2 separate regions of the Ovis aries genome follow, and region 2 is linked to region 1. A link is a contact called in public Hi-C data. All regions are on one chromosome and are shown on one strand. Each heading gives the region's core, a stretch centred on a gene start, on an enhancer-like site or on the middle of the called end of the contact. The rest is flanking DNA. Distances are from core to core; before and after follow the strand shown.

Region 1 (6,317 bases), core at 2,374-4,873:
CCCTTCCCTGTGAACCTCTCATCCCACCCCTCTAGGTCATCACAGCTGGTTTTTTGGTTTTTAATTTTATTTATTGATTTTGGTTGTGCTGGGTCTTCATTGCTGCAAGGGCTTCTCTCTGATCGCAGTGAGCAGGGGCTGCTCTCTAGTTGTGGTACGCTGGCTTCTCGGTGCGGTGACTTCTCTTGTTTCCAAGAACAGGCTCTAGGCCTGCTAGGCTTCAGTAGTTGTGACTCCTGGCCACTAGACCACAGGTTCACTAGTTGTGGGGCACGGGCTTCGTTGCTCCACGGCAGGGAGCAACTTCTGGATCTTCCTTATGGATCAGGGATCAAGCCCGCATCTCCTGCACTGGCAGGCTGATTCTTTACCAACTGAGCCACCAGATTAACCCCATAGAGCTGTTTTTGATGAATAACTATATTAAGTGATGAAATGATTATATCTGAGAGTCTTCAAAACAGTTTTCAGATTTATATTAAAGCATTAAAATTATCCAGATACCCATTTCCAAGGGAAAAAAAGACTTACTTAGAATTTACCTGAGATGTTAAGATTATTCATTTACAATCTAAATAACATCATTAAGCAGTTTATGACTGAGTGCCAGAGGTGTGGTATAGGGATGAGAAACCCAGCTTGTGACTGTGGTCAGGAAAGGCCTCTGAAGGAGGTGGTGAGTAACCCCGTTGCCCAATGCCTGTGTCAGAATTATAAACTCTAAATTAGCTCTGTTCAATGGAAATAGATGTGAATCACCTATGCATTTCAGATTTTTCTAGTAACCACATTCAAGAAAGTAAAAAGAAACATGCAATTAATTTAAATAATATATGTTTATTTTACTCATTCTAAAATAGTATCATTTCTGAATGGATAAAGATGTGGTATGTATACACACACACAAACATACACATATACAATTGAGTAAAATTTTGTCATTTGCAATAACTTAGATGTACTTAAAGGGCATTATGCTAAGTGAAATAAGTCATAGCAAGGTAAATTACTGTATGATATCATTTCTATGTGGAATCTGAAAAATATAGCAAATTAGTGAATATATAACAAAAAAGAAGTAGGCTCACAGATATAGAGAACAAACTAGTGGTTACCAGTGGGGAGGGAACAAGGGCCAGTCTAAGGGTAGGGGAGTAACAGGTATACACTATTAGGTATAAAATAAGCTACAGGGTTATATTGCACAACACAGGGAATGTAGCCAATACTTTATAGTGACTATAAATTAATTTTTAAAATTGTGAATCACTATATTGTAAACCTGTAACTTATATTGCACAGCAACTATACTTCAATTTAAAAATAAACAGAATAAAATAGTATCTTTTAAACATGTAATCGATATTAAAACATTGGATATTTTACATTGGTTTTTTTTTTTTTTTTGGTACTGTTTTTGAAATCTGGTGTGTATCTCACCCTTATAACACATTTCAGTTCCAATTAGCCCCAGTTCAAACATTCAGCAGACACAGGCCTACCAGGTAAGACAGCACAGCCCTAGATGGAACAGGAAGAACAGTATGCAGTCATGGGAGAGAAGGAAAGACATGGGAATTTAATGACCATCTACTGTGGACCAGGCAGATTCACAACTGGCATGAGGCATTTAATGAACAAAACATTGGTCCTGTTTTTATGTAAAATTCTGATATTTTGTTCATCATGAATTTTTGGCATTAATTTTGATTTTTAAAATTGCATTAAAATATTATTTATTTTAATTACAGAGTGTTTGGGCTCCTCTTACATTTTGTACCCAAGACAGGTGCATCATTTCCCTCACCCTAATCCCAGGCCTGGCAATAGGCACTTCCTACCAACTTTGCCAATACCTCATCTGGGGGCACTCTCCTGAACCAGGCTGAACTGGATATCAAAACCATGAGTGAACTCCTCTAATTGACTAAGCCTTGGACATTCATTTTGTTAAATTAATTTTCAATTGAATTCAACTTAGAAATGAAAAGACACTGGTAGACATATTGAAATGGAAATTGAATCTATAAACTGAAAAATCTGAAAATGTTTTGGAACCAAACTATAACCTCAGAGAGAGTTATTGGCTTTGATTGCCTAGTCAAAGTAACCCCATATTGCTTTTCCAAATTATGGGTGAAAAGAAGGAAAGCAACAGGTTTTTTACTCTCTCTGGGGTCTTATTTCCTTCCCACATTGTAGCTGGAATCTCCAGTGTTTAGGGGGTTCAGTATCTGCTGTTTCTCCCAGTATACTGAGAATGTTATATTGAAAATAACTTTAATGATGAAAGAAATGAAAATTGTATTACTTAACAAAGTGTTGCCTATTTTCAACAAGATCCTTTTCTTTCTTTTAGGGAACTCAGAAACAAAGACGAAATTCAATTTGGAGATAATGGAACAACAATATCCGCTGTGAGCAACAAGGCCTATGTTTTTGAACGAGACAAATCTGTTGGAGACCCGAAAATTGACTTAATTAGAACAATAAATATTCCTGCATTGGTAAGTAGGCATTTTAAATCTCATTATTGTGGATTTTAGAAGAAAGGAAAAAGCTAAGCTAAGTCCATTACAGTTTTACTTTTCAGTTCCGTCCAGTTCAGTCGCTCAGTCATGTCCGACTCTTTGCGACCCCATGAATTGCAGCATTCCAGGCCTCCCTGTCCATCACCAACTCCCGGAGTTTACCCAAACTCATGTCCATCGAGTCGGTGATGCCATCCAGCCATATCATCCTCTGTCGTCCCCTTCTCCTCCTGCCCCCAATCCCTCCCAGCATCAGGGTCTTTTCCAATGAGTCAACTCTTCGCATGAGGTGGCCAAAGTATTGGAGTTTCAGCTTTAGCATCAGTCCTTCCAGTGAACACCCAGGACTGATCTCCTTTAGGATGGACTGGTTGGATCTCCTTGGGGCTTTTAGGAGCTATTAAGTTATATATTTAGGTGTATATATATATTTTTAATATGTACATATTTTAATTTTTTAATATGTGTATGTGTATATATATCTATATCTCTCCCCTTCCATTCTTTAAAGTTCATTTTAGACTTTTTGAGGTTTTTCAAATGTGGTCTCTTCAAATGGTGACAAAGTGCAAATTTTAAGATTTTTTTTTTCAGTTTCTTCCTGTGTGTTCAGGATCAGACTTGTGCAAATAAGCATGTCTCTAGGATTTTGGAGGGTAGCTGATCATATTTAAAGTGTTTATTTTCCCTCTTGTTTTTGTTCAGAAACTCTAGCAATAGAATTTGCTTGCTACTTTTTTTTCTTTTTAGCTTCTTATTTTGTATTGAGGTGTATCTGGTTCATAGTGTTGTGATAGTTTTAGGTGAACGGTGAAGGGTCTCAGCCATATACAGACATGTATCCATTCTCCTCCAAACTCCCCTCCCATCCAGGCTGGCACAATATAACACTGAGTAGAGTTCCAGTAGGTCCTTGTTGGTTATCCATTTTAAATATAGTAGTGTGTACATATTTCGCTTCCTATGATGGATTTTTTTAATCCTTAAAATATGTATTGACTTTCCCCCATCTCCTTTTAAATAGCAGAGACTAGGCTGTTGAAGACAACCTAGTATTGGGCTCTGTTTTTAAGGGCAATTATCGTTAATAGAAATACATGAGACCCAAGAAACTTCTACTCATTCCCTCGGAGGCTCCCATCTTAACTCCTAGGTGACCACCACATATGCGCCTGGACCTGGAAAGTATTAGACCCCGGATCAGGCCCAGCCCAGCTGCCTAATGGGGCAGTATATGCGGGCGCCCCCAGCCTCCAGCCCTGATCAGGAGGAAGATAGTGCCATCTTGTGGCAACGATGCCAATGCACCGCAAGAGTTGTTCCCTTTCTGTGGTTCCTGGGTTGCAAGTGAGGATCTCATTTACGAAATGTAATACTGAGAAAGGACAATAAGTGAAGAGATTTATCCTTCATGCTCAGCCAGAGAGGAGCTCACTGGCTGATTTTTCAGCTGTTTGATCGCAATACTTACATTTAGATCTGCAGCCCCCTTTGCTGAAGGGACGGTAGGTGGTTGGGGTGCAGACACAGCTGTCTGAATTTGCCTGTGCTCCTCAGACCGCCATGGAATGGAGCCAGCTGCCCTTACTCCGGGAGTTCATCGAGGCCCTGCTGAAGGCCTATCGGCAGAAGCTCTTTGTGACCCACACGGTGGATGAACTGCTCTGGGGTTACAAAGATGAAATCTTATCCCTCATCAGCGTTTTCAAACACGACGTCTCTCCCTATTTTGGCCTGTTTTATGGGGTAAGTCGATTTTTCTTTTCAGAAACTGTGTGTTCAGCTGAAGAGGAGGGCATTGCAAGCCAGATTATATCTTCACTTTGGGTGAATTACTTGGCACTCTTGATCTCTTGTAGAGTATGTGAAAAATAAGAAAGTACTTTAGTAGGGGAAGAAAAACTTCTACAATTTCAACATGCTACCAGCACTGACTTTGAATGAGTGTGAAAAAAATGTATGAAGTGGGGCTGTGCCATTAATCTTTCAAAGTGTCATAAATATGAGTGATCAATGTCAAGTTTCGATGGCTTAGTGACTAAACCCATGGATCAGCCTGACAAAGGCAAATGAGAAACTAAATAGGGATGTGATAGTACGTTAGGGATGGGAAGTACTTATTATATTTTCAGACATCTCATTTGTGAAAGATGTTGGATAATTTGAAACTCCATGTGCCCTTCACCTATGATTTATTTAGCTTATAAGTGAAATTTTGCATCATTTCTTTGCAGATTTTATTTACTTTGATTTGCAACCCCCAAAATGGGCTTCCCTGGTAGCTCAGCTGGTAAAGAATCCACCTCCAAGGCAGGAGGCCCTGGTTTGATTCCTGGGTCGGGAAGACCCACTGGAGGAGGGACAGGCTACACACTTCAGTATTCTTGGGCTTCCTTGGTGGCTCAGCTGGTAAAGAATCTGCCTGCAGTGGGTTCAGTCCCTGGGTTGGGAAGATCCCCTGGAGAAGGGAAAGGCTACCCACAACGGTATTCTGGCCTGGAGAATCCCATGGACTGTGTAGTCCATGGCATTGCAAAGAGACGGACATAACTGAGCAAACCAAAACTATCAGCATTCAAGTAATTATTATTTGAAGTATATGTTATTAACTGCTTGAGCTTGAAATAAACAAAAAGTGAAAGTGAAAGTGTTAGTTGCTCAGTCCTGTCCAGCTCATGGCAACCCCATGGACTGTAGCCCTCCAGGGAGGGCTGTCCGTGGGATTCTCCAGGCAAGAATATTGGAGTGGGTTGCTGTTCTCTTCTCCTGGGGATCTTCCCCACCCAGGGATCGAACCTGTATGTCTCACATCTGCATTGGAAAGTGGGTTCTTTACTGCTAGTGCCACCTAAAAGCAATTAAAGTCTGTATCCCCCTGCCCGCCACCCCCCCCCCAAAAAAAACTTGAGTAAAATGGATAGTTGAAAGGTTGATAAATGACAAACTTAAACTCAGGAAGAGAGGGTAAGTTCAGGGCAGGATATGTAATTGTGATTAATTTCCCCATCTTTAAATTTGTGGTTATTCTCTGGCTCTAACTACTGAAGAATATCACCTCATCCTGTAATCTCTTAGCATTTCAGTTGGTAAATGGTGGTAACACAGCCCCTGTACTGTCAGGGATATATAACACTTAAAAACTATGGTTAACAAAATGGTTAACAACTTTTAGATATTACCTTCACAAGAGGAGGAGGGTCCTAGGACTAGGGTCCTACCAACCCTAAATCCTTCACTCTGGGCAAGCAGACCCAATCGATGTTCCCTGGAAGGTTCCATCTGACAGGAACCCAGCTTCCATGGGACCAGAGGAAGCACTGATTTCTTGTTGTGACTAAACTCCTGTCTAGAAATAATTGCAGGGAAACTCCCTACAGAGAGATACAAAGGCTACCACCCATCTGCCAAGTAGATTCTATTCCTCATACCTCAGTATTTCTCTGATAATTTTCATTGTATAGCTTGCTTTTTGTTTTTACACTGACCCCATCAGACTTACGGGGCTTCCCAGGTGGTGCTAGCAGTAAAGAGCCCATCTGCCAACACAGGAGACATAAGAGATGTGGGTTTGATCCCTGGGTCAGGAAGATCCCCTGGAGGAGGCCATGGCAACCCACTCCAGTATTCTTGCCTGGAGAATCCCATGGACAGAGGAGCCTGGTGGGCTACAGTCCATGGGGTCACAAAGAGGTGGACATGATAGAGGCAACTTAGCATGCATGCATGCCTCAGACTTATAACTAATATCCTTAAATACCTTTTAAAAATGTAATTCACATTTACAGG
Region 2 (5,972 bases), core at 1,069-3,568, 45 kb before region 1:
AAATCCCATGGGTGGAGGAGCCTGGTGGGCTGCAGTCCATGGGGTCGCTAGGAGTGGGACACGACTGAGCGACTTCACTTTCACTTTTCGCTTTCATGCACTGGAGAAGGAAATGGCAACCCACTCCAGTGTTCTTGCCTGGAGGATCCCAGGGACGGGGGAGCCTGGTGGGCTGCCGTCTATGGGGTCGCACAGAGTTGGACACAACTGAAGCGACTTAGCAGCAGCAGCAGCAGGAGACTGGGGGCAGCAAGAGGCTGGCAGGGCATCACCCAATGGTCTTTTCCCTGTTCACTCCAGCTTGGAGGCCTCAGGGGAGCTGGGCTTAGTGGTGGCTCAGGGCACCAAAAGCTACTATTTTCAGAGGCCCAGGAAGAAACTGCAAGTGTTTATGATCTATCTTCAGAAGTTCTAGGACATGGTGACTTAGTGCTTTCCATCCCTAAATCCAGCCCAAGTCCAAGGCAAACCGTGTAGATGCTCCTCTCAATAGTGCTGTGTGCTGCCCTAAGTTGCCTCAGTCATGTGCGACTCTTTGAAACTTCACGGATTGTAGCCTCCTAGGCTCCTCTGTCCATGGGATTCTCCAGGCAACAATACTCAATAGAAGGAGTATCAAAGTTTTTGCCACCATTTTTAATGCATCATAGCAGCTCACCAAGTGGTCAGCAAAGTCTCCTAACTGAACCTCCAGGTCCCAGATTCTCATTGATGGCAGCTGGGAGGCAGCAATGCACAGGGTAGAAAAGGGAAGGGCTTTGGAAGCCACCAGGCCTGCATTCTGGTACAGGCAGGATCTACCACTCAGCAACCGGTTGAGCTTGTTAGGTTACTCGCCCCTAAGAGCCTTGTGGTTTCCCTGTGTGTAAAAGAGGATTAAAACTACCATCGTGGCCAAGAAAATGTACTTCTCAGATCGTGCACAAATGACCAATGGCCCCAGCTGCTGAGCCCTAAAATCTGTCATCTAGTTCTCATCCCCAGCATGGTGTAGAGGCCAGTTTCCTAGTGCTGCTCCCAGCCCATGACTAAATACGAGAAGCCTATTCCTGGGAGGCGCTGGGCTCCTGGGACAGGGTAGCTTGGCTTGAAGACTCCCCCAAGGCCTTGCTGAACTTTCTTAGAGCTTCACTGTAGCATAAGATGCTTCTTTCAACTCAACCTTCCTTCCTCCCCTCTCTCCTTCCTGCACCCCAGGTCTAGCTCCCCAACCATGTTCCCTCATTAATCTCTAGAGCAGTCTCCCCTCCAGATACTTTGGGCGGGGGACCAGGACAAAGAGCCACCAGGCTGCTGCCAGTATTAAATAGATGTGTGAGCACCTAATCAAGGCCTGGAGTATAGTTGATGTTCACTCAACTGATATTTATTGAGTCTCTGCTGAGTGAGGACTTTACCTGGGGTGACTAGAACACATTAGTGAGCAAAGCAGATGAGAACATGAGGGCCCCCTGCTTGAAGCTTCTTGCTGCCCCCAATGCGGAGGGATAAAGTCCCAACTCTCCTACAGGACACAAGAGTCCTTCAAAGTCTGACCCCAAGGGGCTTCCATACCCCTACCCCATACTGCACACCAGAGCCTAGAGTCAAAAAAGACTTTACTCCGGCAATCTCGGGTTTTTCAACCCCAATATCCTTTTTTTTTTTTTAAGTTTTAAAAAGCTTATTCTTAATTATGAAAGCTTAATTATTCTATAGAATAAGTATGTCTATACAAACAATTTTTTCTATAGAAATAATGGAGAGACCTCTAGCATGGTTGATCAATACAATTCTTTTTTTCCACCCCCCGCCCCTCGCCCCCGATATCTTAACACAGCTTTTTCTTCTCCAAAAGCTTCCCCTCTCCTTTGTACACACCCTTCACATGACAAACCCTTACCCATCCCCCTTGACCGGTTCAGTCGTGGGGTGCTAGATCACCAGGGTAGAGGTGCTTGCTGACACAGCTCTCCTCATCCACCTCTGAAAGCACTAGTTACATTGTGCTTTAATTGCTGTAACAGTGTCCCGCTATCTTGTGAGCTCGTGTAGATAGCAGGGGCAGCGTGTATCCATCCTGAATCCCCGGCGCTCGGCGCTTGGTAGCCCGCAGCTCGTATCTTGGGGAGAGAGTAGAGACTGGAGAGCAGGCGATTTTCCCGCGGTAACCACGGGGCCTGCGGCGAGAGGGCGGGGGCGTCGCTGGGCGAGGGTCAGGGAGCCGCCGGGGCTGGGCGGCCCCCGGGACCGGCCGCGGGGCGCTCGGGCCGAATCGCGGCCGCTGCCGCGGGGCACATGACTGCGGGCTCAGCCTCCGCCCCGCCCGCTTCCCCGCGCAGCTGCCGCCTGTCGCCTCCCGGGGTTGCGGCGGGCCGGGCCGGCGAGCGTCTCCGCGCTGCGCGCTCCCTCTGCCTCGCGAGCTGCGCCAGGCGGGCGCCGCGGCGACCGAGGCCGGAGAAAGCGAAACCAAAGCGAGACTCCCTCTCCCCTCCGGCCGGCCGGGTGCAAGCGGGGCCGCTCTCGCCCAGTCGCGGAGCCGGGAGCCGGGCCCCTCTGCTGGGCCGCAGGCGCCCGAGGGTCCCGGGTTTTCCGGCCGCTCCGCCGGCGCCCCTCCGTCTCTCCCTCCTTCCTTCTCCTCCGGTCGCTGGCCTCCCGGCCTTGGAGCGGTGCGCGGAATGGGCAGGTGCTGCTTCTACGCGGTGGGGACGCTGTCCCTGCTGTTGCTGGTGACTAGCATCACGCTGCTGGTGGCCCGAGTCTTCCAGAAGGCCGTGGACCAGACTATCGAGAAGGTGAGGCGTGGCGGGCTGTGTGCTGTGTGTGTGTGTGTGTGTGTGTGTGTGTGTGTGCTGTGTGTGTGTGTGTGTGTGTGTGCTGTGTGTGTGTGTGTGTGTGTGTGTGTGTGTGTGTGTGTACGTGTACGGGCGCGCGCGTGAGCCGGGTTGGGTGGACACTTTCAGCCCACCCTCCCACTGCTGAACCTTGTGCAGGGTGGATCTGCACCCCCTATAACCCTAGTCCAGAGGCTAGGGCCCTCCTTTCTTCCTTGTCTTCTTGGGCTGGGTGGGTAAGAGTTAAGGAAGGCTGGAGAGGAATAATTCTGTTCCTTTTAGAGTAATAAACAAGACTGTGGGTCTAGATTTTGAAAGAAGGCTTTCACTTACATTGTCATTTGTTTTCTGGGCCCTCCCCGCGCCCCAATCTCTGTTGGGCCCAAACTCATTTCCCTCCCACTTTATGAAGAAAAACTAAATGAAAGACACCGCCACCCCGCAGGTGTGTTGGCTGCTTGCCCTGGCCTTTGAAGTGGTGTGAGATGGGGATGAGAGGCTGGTGCCTCGTCTGTTGTGTTCTTGCCTTCCTGGGCTGAGCCCCGCACTTGGTAGCCAGGCCAGGCCTGCGGGCTGGGTGACATTTCAGTTCATCAGAGCCTGTGCTGACTAGCTGACTTAGCAGCTTGGTGTCTTGTACCAGCAGTCTGTGCTGCTTTGTCTCAACATGGATTTCTTGCTCTTCTCAAACAACCCTGCTGCTGCTGCTAAGTCGCAAGAGGACTGGAGTGGGGTGCCATCGCCTTCTCCGCAAACAACCCTAAGCTTAGGCAAAGCTCCATTTAAATTCTTAATCTGAGCCCATCTCTTCCTCTCAGATGAGTGGGCTGGAGAGCTGGTCACTTCAGACCTCTCCATCCTATGATTTCACCAGTGGTCATTTCTCTTGCCCTTTCACCCACATCCACCAATCTGTGTGGAAAGAGGAACCAGAGAGAGTTATTGGGGTCACTTTTTCCTTTTTAAAAAGTTATTGGAGAAGCCTTTCTTGTTAGCACCCATCACTGCCTGATTTCTTCCACTCGTTTACACTTGCTGTTGGCTAGATAATAAAAGCTGGGGCCTCCTCCAGAATTGGTCACTGCGCTCCCAGTTAGCAAAATTGTTTCATTCCAGGTGGCAACAGACCTATTTCTTAAATAGAGGTTTCTAAAAGTCATCAATTACTTGAAATCTGAAGCCACTTAAAAAAAAATGCCCTGGCAAAACATAGTTTAATTTTTTAAAAGTTCACATTGTCAAGGGGTGACAGAACCCACTGTCTGAGCTTCTCAAAGGCTATTGTTCAAAGCGTGTTCAAAGAAAAAACTAAATTGAATCTCTCCACCCTTGTCCACCTGTCCTTGGCAAGGTAGTTTAAGGATGTAACCTCTTTGAGGATGTAACCTCTTGCTTGGATGTCTAGAGTTAAGCAATCCAATGATAGTCAATTGGATTTTCTTGTGTGGCTTTGAAAGGCTGTTTCAGGAGAGGTCTGTGAGATGGGTGACCTCCCCACCCTGTGCCTCAGGCATTGTCAGCCTTCGGATGCTCTGTGGGTCTACATTCATGGGCACTGGGTAGGGAGGTGGTGGGGGTGGAGGGCAGTTGTAAGGCAGCTGGGCTGCGGCTTAAGTTTGCACTGATATTTGGTGATTGGCTTTTAAAGGTGGTTTTCTCCATGAAGAATGGACTCTGATCTGACTGTAAATGAAAGTACAGGAGAAGTGAACTTTCAGAACTGGCTCACTCTGTTAAGGAACACTGCACCATGTGCTGTTTGAAACTAATGACAGGGCTAGGTGTGGACAGGTGTGGAAATATGGTAAGACAACCAGAGGTCACGCGTTACCATCACTACCACTCCGCTTTCCTGGGTCGCCTGTAGGGGGGTAGCATGAGATGGCGGAAAGAGTAAGGACTTCGCAGGTTAATTCGCAGGCAGGAATCCGGCTCCACTGTGTACTAGCTGGGTAACCTTAGGCTAGTACTTAACCTTTCTTAATTCTAGGCTTTTCCATCTGTAAATGAGGATAACAACTATTCATGTAAATAGAAGAATTATAAGAATTACTAGAGAAAATGGGTGTACTTTTCATGGGATACAGTAGTATGTATAGTTATTTGTAGGGCTTCCCTGGTGACTCAGCAGTAAAGAATCCACCTGCAATGCAGGAGACATGGGTTCAATCCCTGGGTGGCAAGATCCCCTGGAGAAAGGAATGGCAACCCACTCCAGTATTCTTGCCTAGGAAATCCCATGGACACAGGAGCCTGGAGGGCTCCAGTTCATGGGGCGTCTAACCACCACCACCACGATAGTTATTTGTAAATGATAGCAGTTTTATTTTTGCTAGAAGCAAATAAAAAATACATGAGATTGGAGGTTAGATACCCTATGTTCAAATCCTAGCCCTGACATTTCTAGGCTGTTTGCCTTTGGGAAAGTTACATAACTTCTCTGAACCTGTTTCATTCCTGAGAGAAATGAGAATGTTAGCCATCTTGGGGGTGCATTTACCATGAAACTCACAAAGCTTACACTTTGGGTCCCTCACTTGCACGGGCCCTTCCAAGGCCCTCTACCTAATTCTGTATGCAATGTTTTCTTTTCTTAGGGACAGCCTCCATACACTGTATGAGCTTCACACAGACCTAGGATATGCCTGTGTATGTGCTGTTGTGAAGCTTAGTGAGGTCATCTGTGTAAAGCACTAAGCAGGTGTCAGGCTTGGAACAGGTGCCCAATGACAGCTTCCATCATCATTTCCGTTAACGTTGTTATGGAAAATTCATTCATAGCTTACTTTAATATACTTGTAATACAATCTGATATTTCTTGTTCTTAATTTTTTTTTCCTTTGAAGATTGTCCACTTCCTGCTTTGTCTACATCAAAAAGAGGAGAGAGAAAAAGGATGAAAATCAAATGAGTAGGTTGGGTTAATTGTGAGAAGCTTAGTAACATAATTCCTATTAGAAGACTCTGTCTCATTTGATAATTGTCTTTGGGGCCCACAACAGCCAGAGATGACTGAAGGGAGATTTTGATCTCGGCTGTTGAGTAGAGTGGAAGGAACCAGGACAGTCTGGTTCCATTCTGGGCTTGTTATAGTCTGCCTTACATTGAGAAAGCCCTGTAACTGTCTTTGTTGTTGTTATTTGGTCACTCAGTCGTGTC

The links. A called contact is a pair of places that touch in the nucleus more often than the background predicts.
Region 2: a Hi-C map of hypothalamus shows a contact between it and region 1, with 3 times the contacts expected there. The contact joins the promoter of SCARB2 here to the enhancer-like site in region 1. A contact is called at or near these places in 6 of 16 Hi-C or Micro-C datasets (blood, hypothalamus, omental adipose tissue and 1 more).

The regions. Positions count from the first base shown.
Region 1 is chr6:91,820,972-91,827,288 of ARS-UI_Ramb_v3.0, reverse strand. SCARB2 (scavenger receptor class B member 2) reads left to right here. Exons shown (of 11, transcript XM_060417251.1): 3 at 2,360-2,507; 4 at 4,089-4,277. Among named protein-coding and RNA genes, the nearest start is that of NUP54, 39 kb to the right of the region's middle. Within about 2 kb of position 3,623, at least 12 of the 54 cell types and tissues checked have an H3K27ac peak or open chromatin away from gene starts, as enhancers often do. A contact at or near this core is called in hypothalamus, where this site is marked.
Region 2 is chr6:91,864,832-91,870,803 of ARS-UI_Ramb_v3.0, reverse strand. It overlaps SCARB2 (scavenger receptor class B member 2), which reads left to right and starts at 2,318. Exons shown (of 11, transcript XM_060417251.1): 1 at 2,318-2,774. The coding sequence starts at 2,658.